Linked DNA regions of Mus musculus: region 1 is linked to region 2. The links are chromatin contacts, called in public Hi-C maps. All regions are on one chromosome and are shown on one strand. Each heading gives the region's core, a stretch centred on a gene start, on an enhancer-like site or on the middle of the called end of the contact. The rest is flanking DNA. Distances are from core to core; before and after follow the strand shown.

Region 1 (7,916 bases), core at 3,952-6,451, 360 kb before region 2:
ACTCCAGAGCTTCCTGAATATATGGCATCTACAAGAGTACCTTCATGTCTACAGTGACCAGTGTCCTGCACTCACAGAAGCTGACCATGGGTGGTCAATCCATATTTCAAAGAATCTTAGAGAATCACTCTCTCTAAATATGAAAGTTCTGGATTAGAATCAGAGCAGCAGCATCGACCAGCATGCAGTACTGTGAGGCAGGCTCTCCCACAGCTTCCTTCTCCAACTGCCACCAAGCCCAAGACTGCTGCCTGTCAAAACAAGGACGATCCCCTTGAGACCAGCCAGAGCCTCCTCCTTTATTCCCCCAGCCTTGGGCCTGATCCAGCCTGCGGGCCCCCACTCCATTCTCAGCTCTTCCTTGGCTTCCATCAGTGCCTGGATGTCCAAGAACCTGAGAACCAGATGGCCCCAGCCTCCTTGCAGGCCTGGGGACCCCCACATCTTCTTGCCAGCTCTGGCTCTCCTGTGCCTCAGACTACACTTCCTCACCCCCAGAGGGGTGTCCAGGGACCTCCCTATGTTCCAACATCCACCTGGCATGGGGTAAACTCAGTTACTTCTAGTGTCCTGCCTCCCTGATTGGCCAAGCCATGTGGCAGAGCAGATACAACACCCATAACCCTACAGGAAACAGTATGCTTGCAAGTTATCTCAGCTCTCTGGTCTGGCTTCTTTTCTGTTGCAGCTTCATCAGGCAGCTGCTAACCTGGGCCTTGTGGCCAGAGGGATATGGCTTTGAATTTTCACACTCTTTGTTTGGTCTCAGACCATTTTAATAAACTTGTCTAAGCCCCAGTTCTATTAGCTATACCTGGGAGCAATGCCTATTTCAGGGACATAATTCCTGCAAAAATGTGTAGCATAACTAGGCCTGTGGCAAGCATACACTGAAGGTTGTTTCTAGCCCACTTAGGTCCATGCACATAAAACCCTAAGCAATGATGAGCAGACTTCAAGATGTAAGAATTATAGAATCCTCCCGAGTTTTCCCCTCATTGTGGAGAAAATGAGGTTGTTTACAAACAAAGCACCAGTTATCTATATGCATGGTGGATGAATTCTAAGAAATTAATTTGGAGTGGTGGGGGTTTTTAATCCTTTTCATGGCAGAATTTAAATTTAGACACTTCCTCAGTGGCAGACTTTATGAAATGTACTCCTTAATTCTTGTGCAAAGTTTTCTGTACATAGCTCATCAGTTTCCTTCTGTTCAGGCTGTTGTTCGTTACCCAGGTCAATTTCACTGTGGTGTATTCTAGGAGATACAGTAGGAGATGGTTGCCTGCAAGCATTTGCTGATCTTCCCTGAAGCAAACTTTTGCTCACTGTTCTCCCTACCATGCCCAGCCTTTCCACAACCCTGCCTTTTCCACAGTGCTAGCTAGCATAGTGGTCCACAAAGCCTGTGACACGCTGTGTGCTGACTGAGATCAGGAAGCCAAGATAGGCATTGTATAGACTGTATGCTGGCTTGATATGGTATATACTTTGTATATGCTGGCTGGATATGGTATACACTTTGTATATGCTGGCTTGATATGGTATACACTTTGTATATGCTGGCTGGATATGGTATACACTTTGTATATGCTGACTGGTATGGTATACACTTTGTATATGCTGGCTGGATATGGTATACACTTTGTATATGCTGGCATACAGTCTGGATATGGTATACACTGTATATGCTGGCATACAGTCTGGATATGGTATACACTTTGATGTTCAAATGTGAGTTTCTCCACTGAAATTTTACTTTCCTCTCTTGTATTCATTGTTATTTTTATATTCCCAGTTTTATTTACCTTTACAATGTAAAAGATCTGTATCTTATTTGTTACTATTATAATGTGTGTGTGTGTGTTTAGGGCAGGGGACAACTTTGTGGAGTCAGTTCTCTTTATCTACTGTGGTTCCTGGGATTAAACTCAGATTGTCAGGCTTCCATTGTATGTGCTTTGCCATGGCAACAGATATGTTCATACAGTTCCTGAGCAGATACTGCTTTAGGGTTTTGTACAAGCCACAAGTATATACAGCTGTGCAAAAGGAACTACATATACCTGCACACAGATATGCTTGCACACCAGACATATACATATACCACACACACAAACATATTCACCTTCCATAGCCCCATATACATATACACATACACACACAAATACACACATACCACATACACATATACTCATATCACACACACACTCATATTCACATACAACACACACAAATGCATACCACACTCACATGTACACATAATACATTCATGAATACAGATACACACATGGTGAACCATTTACACACACACACACACAAACACACACTCCACTTTCATACTCACATACCACACTCACATTTACCATACCACACACAGAGAACTTTGTTTAGCGAGGATCGTTGGAGGAAATTTTACCTTAACCAACTGATGCATGTGAACTGAGCATCTGGTCTGATGGGGAAGAATGCCAAGTCAAGTGCCTTAGTTCTTCCTTCAAATAAGTTTTCTCTGTGAAGTTCTCACCTGATGCTAGCTAATTCACTTCATTGTGATTTTTGATAGTCTAAACTTCTCTAACCTCACTTAGCTGTCTATAAATGAACTGATAACAGATGTCCATATTTGACCCTCAGTGAGACCTGGTAACATCATTTCATCCCATTTACTATGAGAACTGCATGTTTTCCCTTTAGGCCTTACCTAAAAAATTCAGGTTATTTTTTCCTTTATGGAACAGAAACAAAAGTCTACTGAAGCACAATAAACAACATAAGTCTGAGAACATCTTCACTTATGCATCAGAGCCTTGCAACGCAAGCTCAGGATGGATGAGGGTCAGGGTACCGGAAGTCCTGTCAAATTCTGATCTGCTACCTGCTTTTTGGGGAGTCTGGTGTGTGTGTGTGTGTGTGTGTGTGTGTGTGTGTGTGTGTGTGTGTGTGTGTGTTTCTATCTCTGAAGATGGGGCACTGAAATCCATCATTTCTTTTTAAAATGAAGTAAGGCCTGGCTGTGTCTATGGGGAGGTGAATATAGTATGAAGGTCAGAAAAATCTCCCAAGCAAAAGCTGTGCCCCAGAAGCAGATTTCACAGAGATAGGCTGGAGATGAGAAGTAGTGATTTAAGACCAGTCATGCAGAGTTACACAGAGTATGATGGCTTCAGACTATGACTTACAGGTCTTTGAAAGAGTGGCTTGTAGTAGGATCAGGGCCCTGTGAGACCCTCAGTGTTAAGCAATTGGAGGCCACAGAGGTCTTTGTCATAAAAGGAGAGTTTGGGCTTGGTGAAGTGGTAAGTTCTGTGGAGTAGGTTTAGGGAACTAACTGGTTTACCCAAGGCAGTGTTTAAGAAGACTACTAACATTACTCTATAAAGTATTTTGGGCAAATTTTGTTTTGTTCCTCACAAGCCAGCAATGAATCATTTGTATCATTGGACAATTCCCATAAATAAGCAAGTTCAAACATACAGATAAAAGCTTGTAAGGGATAAAGGGAGGAACACTACTAGTTCAAGGTCAGAGCTGTGTTCTTTCTTCATCCCAGGCTGCCTATTAAGTTCTAACAGGTAAAGCCCTGAACCATTCAGGCAGCTATATGATGGGAAGAACTAGAAAATTTACAATGTCATTCAAAGGAACCTCTGACTTGGCTTGAGCAAGAAGTTTGAAATGGAGATGAGAATTAAGGAGAAGATGTGGCTCCATGATGCTGCTAAGGTGGTATTTTGGGAAGGTTGGCTACTGATGCAGGCAGAGAAATATGTTAGTGAAACTCTAATACAATGAGAATTATAGCCAAATGTCTCTTGCTGAATCATCACTGTTCAGTGAGGGACAAGCCATGGCAGGGACAATCACACTAATGTCCTTTCTTTTGATGTCACTTCGAGAATATGGGCCTGTTGTTCACTCACTGATGGACACTCTGCAACCTCTGCCTAAAAATCAGTGCCCGTTGCCACTGGCTATGTACCAAGATCAGTCCTTGCTTGGAACTGTGTAATACTTGATCCTTTGTGGGTTTGTTTATGATAAACTTTCACCTTTTCTCCTCATGGACATTCTGATGGATTCCCTTTGCCATGATCAAATTGCCAGCATCCATGTTGGACCGTGAAAAGCAATCTGTATTCTGGTCAAGCAAGGCTTACTCGGGAGACCCAGTAGAAAAATCTATAAGGTACCAAACCTTAATCTATGCTCCCAGACACAAGTGTCATCAACTCCCCAACTCCATAATCCTGTGATTATCAGTCACTTAGACAATGTACCAAGATCCTAGTATTCTGCCTACAGCCAGGTAAGCTCCTCCCCTCAGTTACCTGGCAACAGCAAGGTAGCCCAGCCCACCATAAAAGGGGCTGCTTGGCTCCTCCTCTCTCTCTTAAATTCTTGCTCTCTCCTTAACCTCTCACTCTCCTACTCCCCTTCCTTTCTCCCCTCTCTTCACGTGGCCATGGCTGTCCTCTAACTTCCTTCCTTCCTTTCTAACTTCCTTCCTTCCTTCCTTCCTTCCTTCCTTCCTTCCTTCCTTCCTTCCTCGCTCTCTCCCTTTCTCCCTCCCCCTCCCCCTCCCCCTGCCTTTCTACAATAAATGCCTTCAGACCATGGACTGTCTCTGCTCATCGAAATCCACCATGTTAGATCAATGGAGCAGGTCTCCCTCTAACAAGCTGTGCATCTAACCTCCTACCGGGAGGCCTCCCTACACTCCAGTCACGATTACCAGCCAACCCAAGCCACCCACAGAACTAGCAGCCTGAGCTAGCCAGGGTCTCTTGTCCCTGAGGTAACTAATCTGCTAGAGCTCTCCCGCTACCTTCCTCTTCGGCTCCAGGGCCCGAGTCTGTCTGAGGGCCTGTTCTCAACTGTTCCACAACAAACAGTGGTCTGGGACGTCTGAGAGTGAGAACCGGTCACCCCCCCGCCCCCCAGAGCGGGGTTGTGTAGCCTGTGAGGCCTGGCACCCTTCCTGCATGCTTCCACGGGGTCCCGCAGCAGTCTATCCGAGCTCTGGTGGGAGATGGGTTTCCCACCCCTTTGTTTTCCCATGTCCAGCACCCGACATTCATACTCTGGTGCTTTGGAACTATAATTGAGTAAAATATGAGCTTCCTGTATACACACTGAAATATTGCAGCAGTCACCAGACAACCAAGACATTTATTGAGTGGCTAACTTTATACAGCATGAACACACTGGATAATAGGATGAATCATGTCTGAATGAGTGAAGGACCTAGACCACAAGAGATTTCATCATCTACTCAGAAAGACACAATTTTTTGCCTTTATCTATAAAAGTGTACTTACACTTATGCAGGTGTACTGTGTGGGTACAGGTGTGTGTGTGTGTGTGTGTGTGTGTGTGTGTGTGTGTGTGTGTGTGTGTGTGTGTGTTTGGAGGCCAAAGAACATCTTGGGTATACAGGATCAGCCTGGAATTCACCAACCTGGCTAGGCTGGCTGGCTAGGGAATCCAAGCTTTGGGATTATATGAGCATACCAGTATCTTAGATGATTTTAAAGTGTAGGTTCAAGGGACAAAGCTCAGGTCTTTGAACTTTCAAGGCAAGCACTAAACTTTTGGCTGGCCCTGTTTTTGGAAGTTTCCATTTAAAAATTTAAGATATGATTGATTGTTGGTAACTGGACCTCCAGAAAGCAGATAGAACTGCTGTCCCAATACCCCCTGTCCCATCTGGCTTTCTCCCCCACCCTGTGTGCAGGTTGACTTTCTTATCTTTTCTCTCTTGGCTCTACCATGAATACAGGAATGAATGAAGAGACACTAAGGGCTGCCATGCTCTCTACAGCCTCCCAGGCCATGGGCTTCTGTTGGTCTCATAGCTCTGATGCAGAGCCTACTCCATATGCCAAATAGCTCAGTGGTATCTGAGAACTTGTTAATTCTGAGATTCACAAGGGAATATCAGGCTCCATCATTTTGATCCAAATTTGAAGCAAGGTTAATTAAATACTGACCAGCATTATCTTTGGTCAGGACCACTCTCTGGAATTTCCAGCTGAATAGCAACAAGACATGTTGTAGGGGCTACTTAAGGATAAATGAATTGAGCCACTGTATTTGCCCACATGGCTTTGTTCTTTTCCAAGGACTGCATCTCCCAGTATTCCAAGAAGTTACCTGGTCCTTGGACAGGTGGGGCTTACAGGTTAACTTTTGGGTCTTACACAGTGATTTCCTACACACTCTGTAGAGACTTTCTCTTGTACTTGTATAGGTGCAGATGGCTCGAGAGCCCTTTATATTACTCTTGTACATGACTGTGGCTGGGGGAAAGTGTCTTCAAACTTCTTAATGCAAAGTTAAGTGAATGGCTTGGTTCTTGTTTTAGAATTCCTCAAACTTAGAAATGGATGAAAGAGAAATGAATGATGGTTCAAACAGCAAAAAACAAAATTATATTCGAGGCTTCTGTCCTCTCTGGTCAAATAGTAAGTGGTTCAAATGTTATCATTCAAGGGAGTGAGGAAGCAATAATATAAAAATAAACATATTTCTCTGACATCCCTTGTTCCTGTTGTTAGTGTGTTTGAAAGGGTTTGCTCCTTGTGGTCCCTTTGGCAGGGTCTGGCAAGCTCAGCGCAGCAGGGCGTCCTGAGAAGCATGAAAAGCATTAGACACATGGGTGAAATTGGTGCATTCCCAGCTGCCCTGTGAGGAAGAAAAGCCGAGAAGAGGAAGACTCTGTGTATTCCCAGAAGTTGAAAATTCAAATCCAAAGCACTTCAGGTGGCTGTGGTGGTAGTGGTGCCTGTCTCCTCTTGTCCCCTTCCTTATCATTCTTTCCTTTTCTAAGTGAAACATTAATATACTATCCAAAAAAAGATCATTTATTTTTAATTGAGGATTTTTAAAGATGCCAACTCTGCAGTGCAGTGCTTATCCAGGCACTGGGCATCACTAGTTTAGTTTGTGGGGAACAAGAACAAGACTCCAGTCCTACAAATAGCAAGGAGCCTAGGAGTGGCTTTGTTTTTACTTTGCTTTCTCTCAGTGACATGTCAAGGAAGTGACTCCTAGGGCTGTTTGTCTCTTTGGGACTTTGAGCTCAGCCTTTCTTACACAGTGGGCCTACCAGAGGGCTCCAGTAGCAATGTAACACGTGTCTGCTGTGATGAAGGATTATCCTGCCTTCACCTACAGAATAGAATTCCACTATCAATGTTTCTCAAGAAGCTGCCCCTGTTCTTAATAGCTGAGTAGTATTCCATTGTGTAAATGAGCCACATTTTCTGTATCTGTTCTTCTGTTGTGGGATATCTGGGTTGTTTCAAGCTTCTGGCTATCACAAACAAGACCACTATGAACACAATAGTACACGTGCCCCTGTGGCATGGTGGGGCATCTTTTGGGTATATTCCCAACATCAGTACAGCTGGGTCTTCAGGTAGATCTATTTCTAATTTTCTGAGGAACCTCTAGACTGATTTCCAGAGTGGTTGTACCAGTTTGCAGTCCCACCAGCAATGGAGGAGTGTTCCTCTTTCTCCACATCCTCCCCAACAAGTGTTTTACCTAAGGTTTTGATCTTAGCCATTCTGCTTGGTGTAAGGTGGAATAGAAATCCCAGATGGCAGTACTGATTAGAGAAATGGTGGAAATTTTAGGAAGTGTGCCTCTTTGGAGTACGTCACTGGAGACATTCCTTTGGGTCTGCCTATCACTTCCTGTTTAGAGACCCTAAGGGGTTTTCCAGTCCCATACCCTTCTTACAGATTCTCCTTCCTACCTGGAGTCAAGGCTAGGCCAAGTTCCATTCTCCACCCACAGGAATATTCTTGAGTAAAAGTTTTCAGAACGTACTGACTGATAGTTACTTGACCCTCTGGAAAGTCCTAGGTAGAGTTCAAATGCATGCCAGGCTTGCTAGCCAATAGATT
Region 2 (7,146 bases), core at 1,196-3,695:
CCATTGGGAATTATGTGGCAGGGTTAGTCATTTAAATCTTCCCGAGGAAGCTCCTGAACCCTAGGTAAGACTACTTCCCAACCCACAAGTATGTGCCAAGCAAACCTCCAAATGGCCTTCTTTTCCTTGTAACCATATCCTGGCCCACACCTCCAGGAGAAGCCTCCTATTCAACCAGAGGCCAGGCTAGCATCCTGAACCTTAGAGGACCTCTACTCAAATTAGAGCTCCAAATCCTAACTTGGGCAGCAACCTGCTGCAGGATCAAAGAAGTCTAAAAGTCCACCCCAACTTGAGTGCAAAACCTTTACTTAACCACAGGCCACTTGAGTCAGAAGACCAGAGAGGAAACAGAAATGGAGGAAGAAAACGCCCATTCAACAAAGACAAACCCAGAAATCAGCAACCTAAACCCATAATCATTCTAAATGAAAATGCCTAAATGGCAGTGATAAAACACAATCAACAACAGCCAGGGCAATATTTCACCAGCAGAGCCCAGAAATTCCACTACAGCAAGCCCTGAATTGCCCAACACAGATGAAGTGCAAGAAAATGATGTTTATGTAGATGAGAGAGGTTCTTAAGAGTACATTAATAAATACCTTTTAAAATTTGAGGAAAAGACAATAAAATATATGGTAAAAACCAATAAATCCCTTTTAAAATGTCAAGAAAGACAAGGAGGAAAAACAAATAAAACTGTTCAAGACCTAAAAATGGGAATGGAAGCAACAACAACAACAAACAACAACCCACAAATCAAGTAAATCCTGGAAATGAAAATCTACGTAAGTGAACTGGAACTACAGATCCGAGCATAGCCAAAGGTAATGAGAGCTAGAACAGAGAATCTTAAGCATTGAAGATAAGATAGAAGAATTAGATAGTTCAGTCAAAGAAAATATTAAATCTAAAAAATTTCCTGATAGATCTGGGGCACTATGAAAAAAACAAACCTAAGAAAAATAAGGATAGAAGGAGAAGACATTCTGATCAAAGGCCCAGAAAATATTTTTACCAAAATCAAAGAAAAGAAAATGTCCTAACCTAAAAAAGGGGGATAGCTGTAAAGGTACAAGAAGCTTACAAAACACCAAATTAATTGGACCAGAAAAGAAAATCCTCATGTCCCATAATAATTAAAATACTAAATAAGCAGAACAAAAAATATTAAAAGCAGCAAGAGAAAAATGCCAAGAAACATAAAAAGGCAGACACAATGAAAGCTTGATTAGGAAGAAAGTTCATAGCATTAAGTACCTTCAAAAAGAAATTGGAGACTTAAGAGCACAGTTGAAGCCAGGCGGTGGTGGCACACGCCTTTAATCCCAGCACTTCGGAGGCAGAGGCAGGTGGATTTCTGAGTTCGAGGCCAGCCTGGTCTACAGAGTGAGTTCCAGGACAGCCAGGGCTACACAGAGAAACCCTGTCTTGAAAAAAGTCCAAAAACCAAACCAAACCAACCAAACAAACAGAAAAAAAAAAAAAAAAAAAAAAGCACAGATGAAAGCTCTACAACAACAACAAAATAAAAATAGCAAACACACCTAAAAGGTATAGAGAGCAGAAAATAAATTGAGGACTGAAATTAATAAAATAGAAATGAAGAGAATAAAAAGGATCAATAAAACAAAGAGTTGGTTCTTTGAGAAAATCAAGAAGATAGAAAAACTCTCATCCAAACTAACTAAAAGACAGAGAAAGAATATCCAAAATAACAAAATCAAAAATGAAAAACGGAACATAGCAATAGACACTGAGGAAATTCAAAGACTCATTAGATTGTACTTAAAATCCTGTATCCCACAAAACTGGAAAATCTAAAGGAAATGGACAATGTTCTCAAAAGATTCCTCTTAAATCAAAGTCAGATAAACAAAAATAGATGTAACCCCCCAAGGAAACAGATGATATCATTAAAATTCTCCCAACCCAACTAAGCCTAGGGCCCGTCAGTTTTAGTGCAGAATTCTACAAGACTTTCAAAAGGTCTTGATATCAATATTCCTCTGAATCTGCATGAGTCAGTGGGAGTGACCAGGACCAGTCAGATAGATGCCTTGAGTAGCCCTCTTATGTACAAATGATAAAGGGGCTGGGAAAGAAATCAGAGAAACAACACCCTTATGCTTAGATTTTTCAAAACATACTTTAACAAGAGTTCTCAAAAGCTTTGACCCCCTTCTAGTCCACTATCAAAAGGTAGGGGCAAAAAGATGGTAAATTGGACAAGAAAATATGGACCTGTTTAGAAGTAGTTCTTTGGGGTGATTTTAATCTCCATTGTCAGGATACCAGCAGTCCAGTTCAGTAGTGTCAAGATACCGACAGTCCAGTTTACCAAACAAGAATCAGCAGTGTTGGCACCACCCAGCAGAAACAGTCAGGCTTTCACAGAATCTGCATAAGTCAGCCTGAGTGACCAGGACCAGCTGGAATGCCTGTCCATTGAGTCATACTCTTTCAAAACATCATGTGTCCTTTCACATGGCTTGCCTTAGCAAAATATCACATAAGACTGCTTTAGTAAAACGTCACGTGAGACTGCATCACATGACACAACTAGAAAATTTCACTTCAATACCCTTCACAGTAGCCAGAAATTACATAAATTACCATGGAGTCACTCTAACCAAGCAAGTGAAAGACCTATATGATAAAAACTTCAAATCTTTGAAGGAGAAAATTGAAGAAGCTATTGGAAGATGAAAAGAGTTTCTATCCTTAATCTCAAGTTGTACTACAGAGCAATAGTAATAATAAAAAAAAAAGTCATGATATTGGCACAAAAACAGGTTGGTCAACAGAATCTAATTGAAGACCCAAAAAAATCGACACACCTATGGACACCTGAATTTTGATAAAAAGAAAACTAATGGTGCTGGTGTAACTGGATGTTGGTATGTAGAAGAATGAAAATAAATCCATATCTATCATGGTGCATAAAACTCAAATCTATGTGATCAAAGATCTCAACATAAAACCAGAAACACTAAATCTGATAGAAGAGAAAGTGGGGAATAGTTCTGAATGCACTTGCACAGGAGACCAACAGTGCAGCCACTAAAATTAACAATTAATAAATGTGACCTCATCAAATTGAAAGCTTCTTTGGGGCAAAGGACACTGTCAATAGGACAGAACAGCAACCTACAGAATGAGAAAGGATTTGATCAACTTTACATCTGACAGAGGGCTAACATGCAAATATATAAAGAAATCAAGAGACTTCTCCATTGCTGATGGAAGTGCAAACGTGTATAGTCACTTTGGAAAGCAATATAGCAGGTTATCAGAATATTGGGAATTGACCTACCTCAAGACCCAGCTATGCTACTCTTGGGCATATACCCAAAGGATGCTCCATCTTACCATAAGGGCACTTGCTTACCTATGTTCATAGCAACTGTATTTGTATAGTCCAACTATGCTCACAGCATCCATAAACTGCAAAAACCCTACAGGTCCCTCAACTGAAGAATGGATTTTAAAATATTGTGTACTTACAAAATGGAGTATTACTCAGATTTTTTTTTAAATGACATCATGCAATGTGTGGGTAAATGGATAGACCTATGTGGGGCAGTGGGTTGCACACAGACAGCCTGGTCTCTAGTCAAGCAAAGATCTAGAACCCCAGGGAACCCAATGGGTGGTGATTTCCACCTACATGGGACAGAAGGTGTTCAATCATGTCTCCTGGACCCCTGGCTCCTGTGGAAGTTACTGCCCCCCCACAGCCCCTGCAGGAGAGGTGTATGACTGTCAATCATGCAGACAATGTCCCAAACTCCTGGCATTCTGGCTAGACTCCACCCCCACAGTTACCTGACTATAGCCAGGTATGCTCCTCCTCATAGTTACCTGGCAACAGCAAGATAGCCCAGCACACTATAAAAGGAGGCTCTTGGCCCCTCGATCTCTTTTTAAACTCTCACCTTTCTTACTCTCTAGCTCTCCTTCTCTCTCCCCCTTCGCCCCCCTCCACATGGCCATGGCCGGCCTCTCTCCCCTTTCTACCTTCTCTCTTTCCCTCTGCCTTTCTACAATAAAGCTCTAAAACCATAGACTATCTCTGCTCATTGTACCGTGCTTGTATGATGGTATAGGCTTTCCCCTAATGAGCTGGATCTAACCTCCTGCTGGAAGGCCTTCCTGTGCTCCAGCCATGGACCTGACCAAGGACTCTCGCCTGTGTGGGAACCACCCAGCACTCGCCTCTCCCCCTGCTCTCTCCTCCCTTCTGCCCTGGGGATGACCGAGCAGCCCCTGAGGCCCCCATTTGTTCTTAGGTCTTCCTAGGTGTCCAGCGGTGTCTGGGATGCTGGAGATTAAGAACCTAGTACCTTAGACTGCCCCTTGTCCACCACCTGCTGAGCTGGGGTCCAGTGGCTTCCCATAGCCAGACACTCACCCGGGGCCATGTGGAAAGCATGCAGCAATCTTCCACATCCGCCCACCAGAGCACCAGAACTCTGGGTTTTCTTCCACGGCACCCACTGCCCAACAGAACTAGAAAAAATCAGTAACCAGACCCAAAAAAACAAATATTGTATGTATTCACTTTTTTTAAAATTTTTTTATTAGGTATTTTCCTCATTTACATTTCCAATGCTATCCCAAAAGTCCCCCACTCCCTCCCCATCCCACTCCCCTTCCCACCCACTCCCACTTCTTGGCCCTGGCGTTCCCCTGTACTGAGGCATATAAAGTTTGCACGACCAATGGGCCTCTCTTTTCACTGATAGCCGGCTAGGCCATCTTCTGATACATATGCAGCTAGAGACACGAGCTCCAGGGGGTACTGGTTAGTTCAAATTGTTGTTCCACCTATAGGGTTGCAGATCCCTTAAGCTCCTTGGGTACTTTCTCTAGCTCCTCCATTGGGGTCCCTGTGATCCATCCAATAGCTGACTGTGAGCATCCACTTCTGTGTTTGCTAGGCCTGGCATAGTCTCACAAGAGACAGCTATATCAGGGTCCTTTCAGCAAAATCTTGCTAGTGTATGTATTCACTTTTACGTGGACAGTAAAGTATAATCATGCTACAATAAACAGACCCAGAGAGGATAAGTAACAAGGAGTGATACTTCCCTAGAAAGGGAAATAGAACAGATTTTGTCAGTGGATTGGTAAAGGTTAGGCATGGGAAGAATAGGTGGCTATGGGGGAGGGAGGGAGAGAAGATTGGGAGACAGGACTGGAATTGGTGTGTGTGTGTGTGTGTGTGTGTGTGTGTGTGTGTGTGTGTGTGTGTGTGATTCCAGGATGGAGGTAGGAACCTAGTACAACAGAAGCTCCATAGAATCTACCAGGGTGACCCTAGCAAAGGGGCAAAGTAGTACAAGGCCTCAAGTGGAGTGATTCAGACACCAAGCCAGCCACCCCCCCAAAAAAAATTTTGACCTACAATGTGTCATACCTACATAATTGTTATTAGAGACAGCAGAGAAACTTCCTTCATTCAGCACCTTTAGGAGCAGATACAGAGTGCCATAGTCAAAGATTAGGTAGAGCTTGGGGGAGGAAGTACTGGAGAAATCAGAGGGAACAAGGACAACATATGAACATGGCTCACAAAATCAACTGATCAAAACTCAAGTGAAGTCACAAAGCTCAGTGAGCCTGTATGAGTCTGATCTACGTCCTCTCTCTATATTTGATGGTTGTGGGTCTTACAGCTCCGTGCTCTCAGTAGGCATTAGGGTGCCAGGCAAGACTGTCAGCAAGTATGGTGGTGTCTTGCCAAGCATAGTGTTTTGCAAAGGGTAGGGTCTTGCAGAAGGTAAGGAATGGCATAGGATGGGGTAGTTGTTGCCAAAATTCTGGCCAGAGGACATAAATATTCAATTAAATGAAGTCACTGTTAATTCTAAAGATGTACCGTATGTAGTTGTGACTGTAATTAATTGTGAATTCTTAAATTTTCTTACAAGAGTGGATCTTAGTGCTCTTATGGCACACTCAGAACATAAACCTATAATATAAAATGGTAGGCAGGTTAATTGGCTTGGTTGCTGCAATATATTCCTCAAGAAATAGATATATCTAGGCATCATATTATGTTCTTTAAATATTTAAGGTTTTGTATTGTGTGGGGAGAGGCATACCTTAATATAGATGAAATATGGGGAAGACACATGAGCTCAGAAGTCATCGCCTTTCCACCCCTCCTGGGTAGCCTTGGACAAATAACTTAATCTGAGTCTCTATTAATTCATACATAATTAATTAATGGCTAACAAGCCAATAATTTTATAGGGTTTTTGTGTGGAGGTTACAGTAACAAAACAAGATTAATATAAAGTCCTACCAGCAGTGTAAAACACAGGACAGCACCAGCAAATCATCTTTGGCTTTTGTTTTATCTTTGGTTACTTTCTGAGTCCAACTTATCTGAGTACAACTGTGCCTTTGGTATCCCTTTAGAGGAGTGGGGGAAGACAAGAGACTTGAAGAGAGGGAGTGAATGAAATTGACTATGAACAATTCTGTGAGGCCATATTATAATGACCTTATAAATGCATGAAAAATAAATATGAATGAGCAAAGACATGGCCCATAATTATGAGAAGTAGAAAGTGCCAGCTGAGTTAAGATGAGTAGCTCACAGAAGGGGTAATAGCTTCTGTGACTGAATGGAACCTAGTAACTGACATTGTAAAAGGCTGTGTATGAACCATGTAGCATGTGTAAAGGATATGTGTACTATGTAAGAATAATTTATAGATATCTACACCCATTTCTGTGCAGACATACTTCACCTCTAACGGGGTACCATGTCTTTCATGACATTAACAAAACACATGGTGAAATTTAGTCCCCATTTAGAAGTAGTGAGGGATCAAGACAGATGAGGCCCTTATCAAGTGATAAGTCACAACTGCTTTCCCCTAGATGATAGACTAATCCATTCATGTATAAAAAATTAATGAATTGTGGAGGGAGTGGCCCTAGTATGAAAACATCTTTCTCTGGCATATTCATTCTGTTACTATGACATGCCCATACTTCCTCCTGGGTTGCTTGGAACAAAAGGCCTTCACTAGATTTGTCATCCATTATTTTGTAATGACCAACCTCTACAATGGTTATAAATACTTTTCTTTTCTATTATAAATTGTACAATCTATACAATAGGTG

What was found. A called contact is a pair of places that touch in the nucleus more often than the background predicts.
Region 1: a contact with region 2 is called in a Hi-C map of muscle stem cells, with 1.7 times the contacts expected there. The contact joins two enhancer-like sites. A contact is called at or near these places in 3 of 484 Hi-C or Micro-C datasets (adipose-derived mesenchymal stem cells, cortical neurons and muscle stem cells).

What each region holds. Positions count from the first base shown.
Region 1 is chr16:15,183,231-15,191,146 of GRCm38.p6, reverse strand. No RefSeq gene overlaps it. Among named protein-coding and RNA genes, the nearest start is that of Gm41423, 73 kb to the right of the region's middle. Within about 2 kb of position 5,201, at least 17 of the 459 cell types and tissues checked have an H3K27ac peak or open chromatin away from gene starts, as enhancers often do. A contact at or near this core is called in muscle stem cells, where this site is marked.
Region 2 is chr16:14,822,545-14,829,690 of GRCm38.p6, reverse strand. No RefSeq gene overlaps it. Among named protein-coding and RNA genes, the nearest start is that of Gm25547, 19 kb to the right of the region's middle. Within about 2 kb of position 2,445, at least 21 of the 459 cell types and tissues checked have an H3K27ac peak or open chromatin away from gene starts, as enhancers often do. A contact at or near this core is called in muscle stem cells, where this site is marked.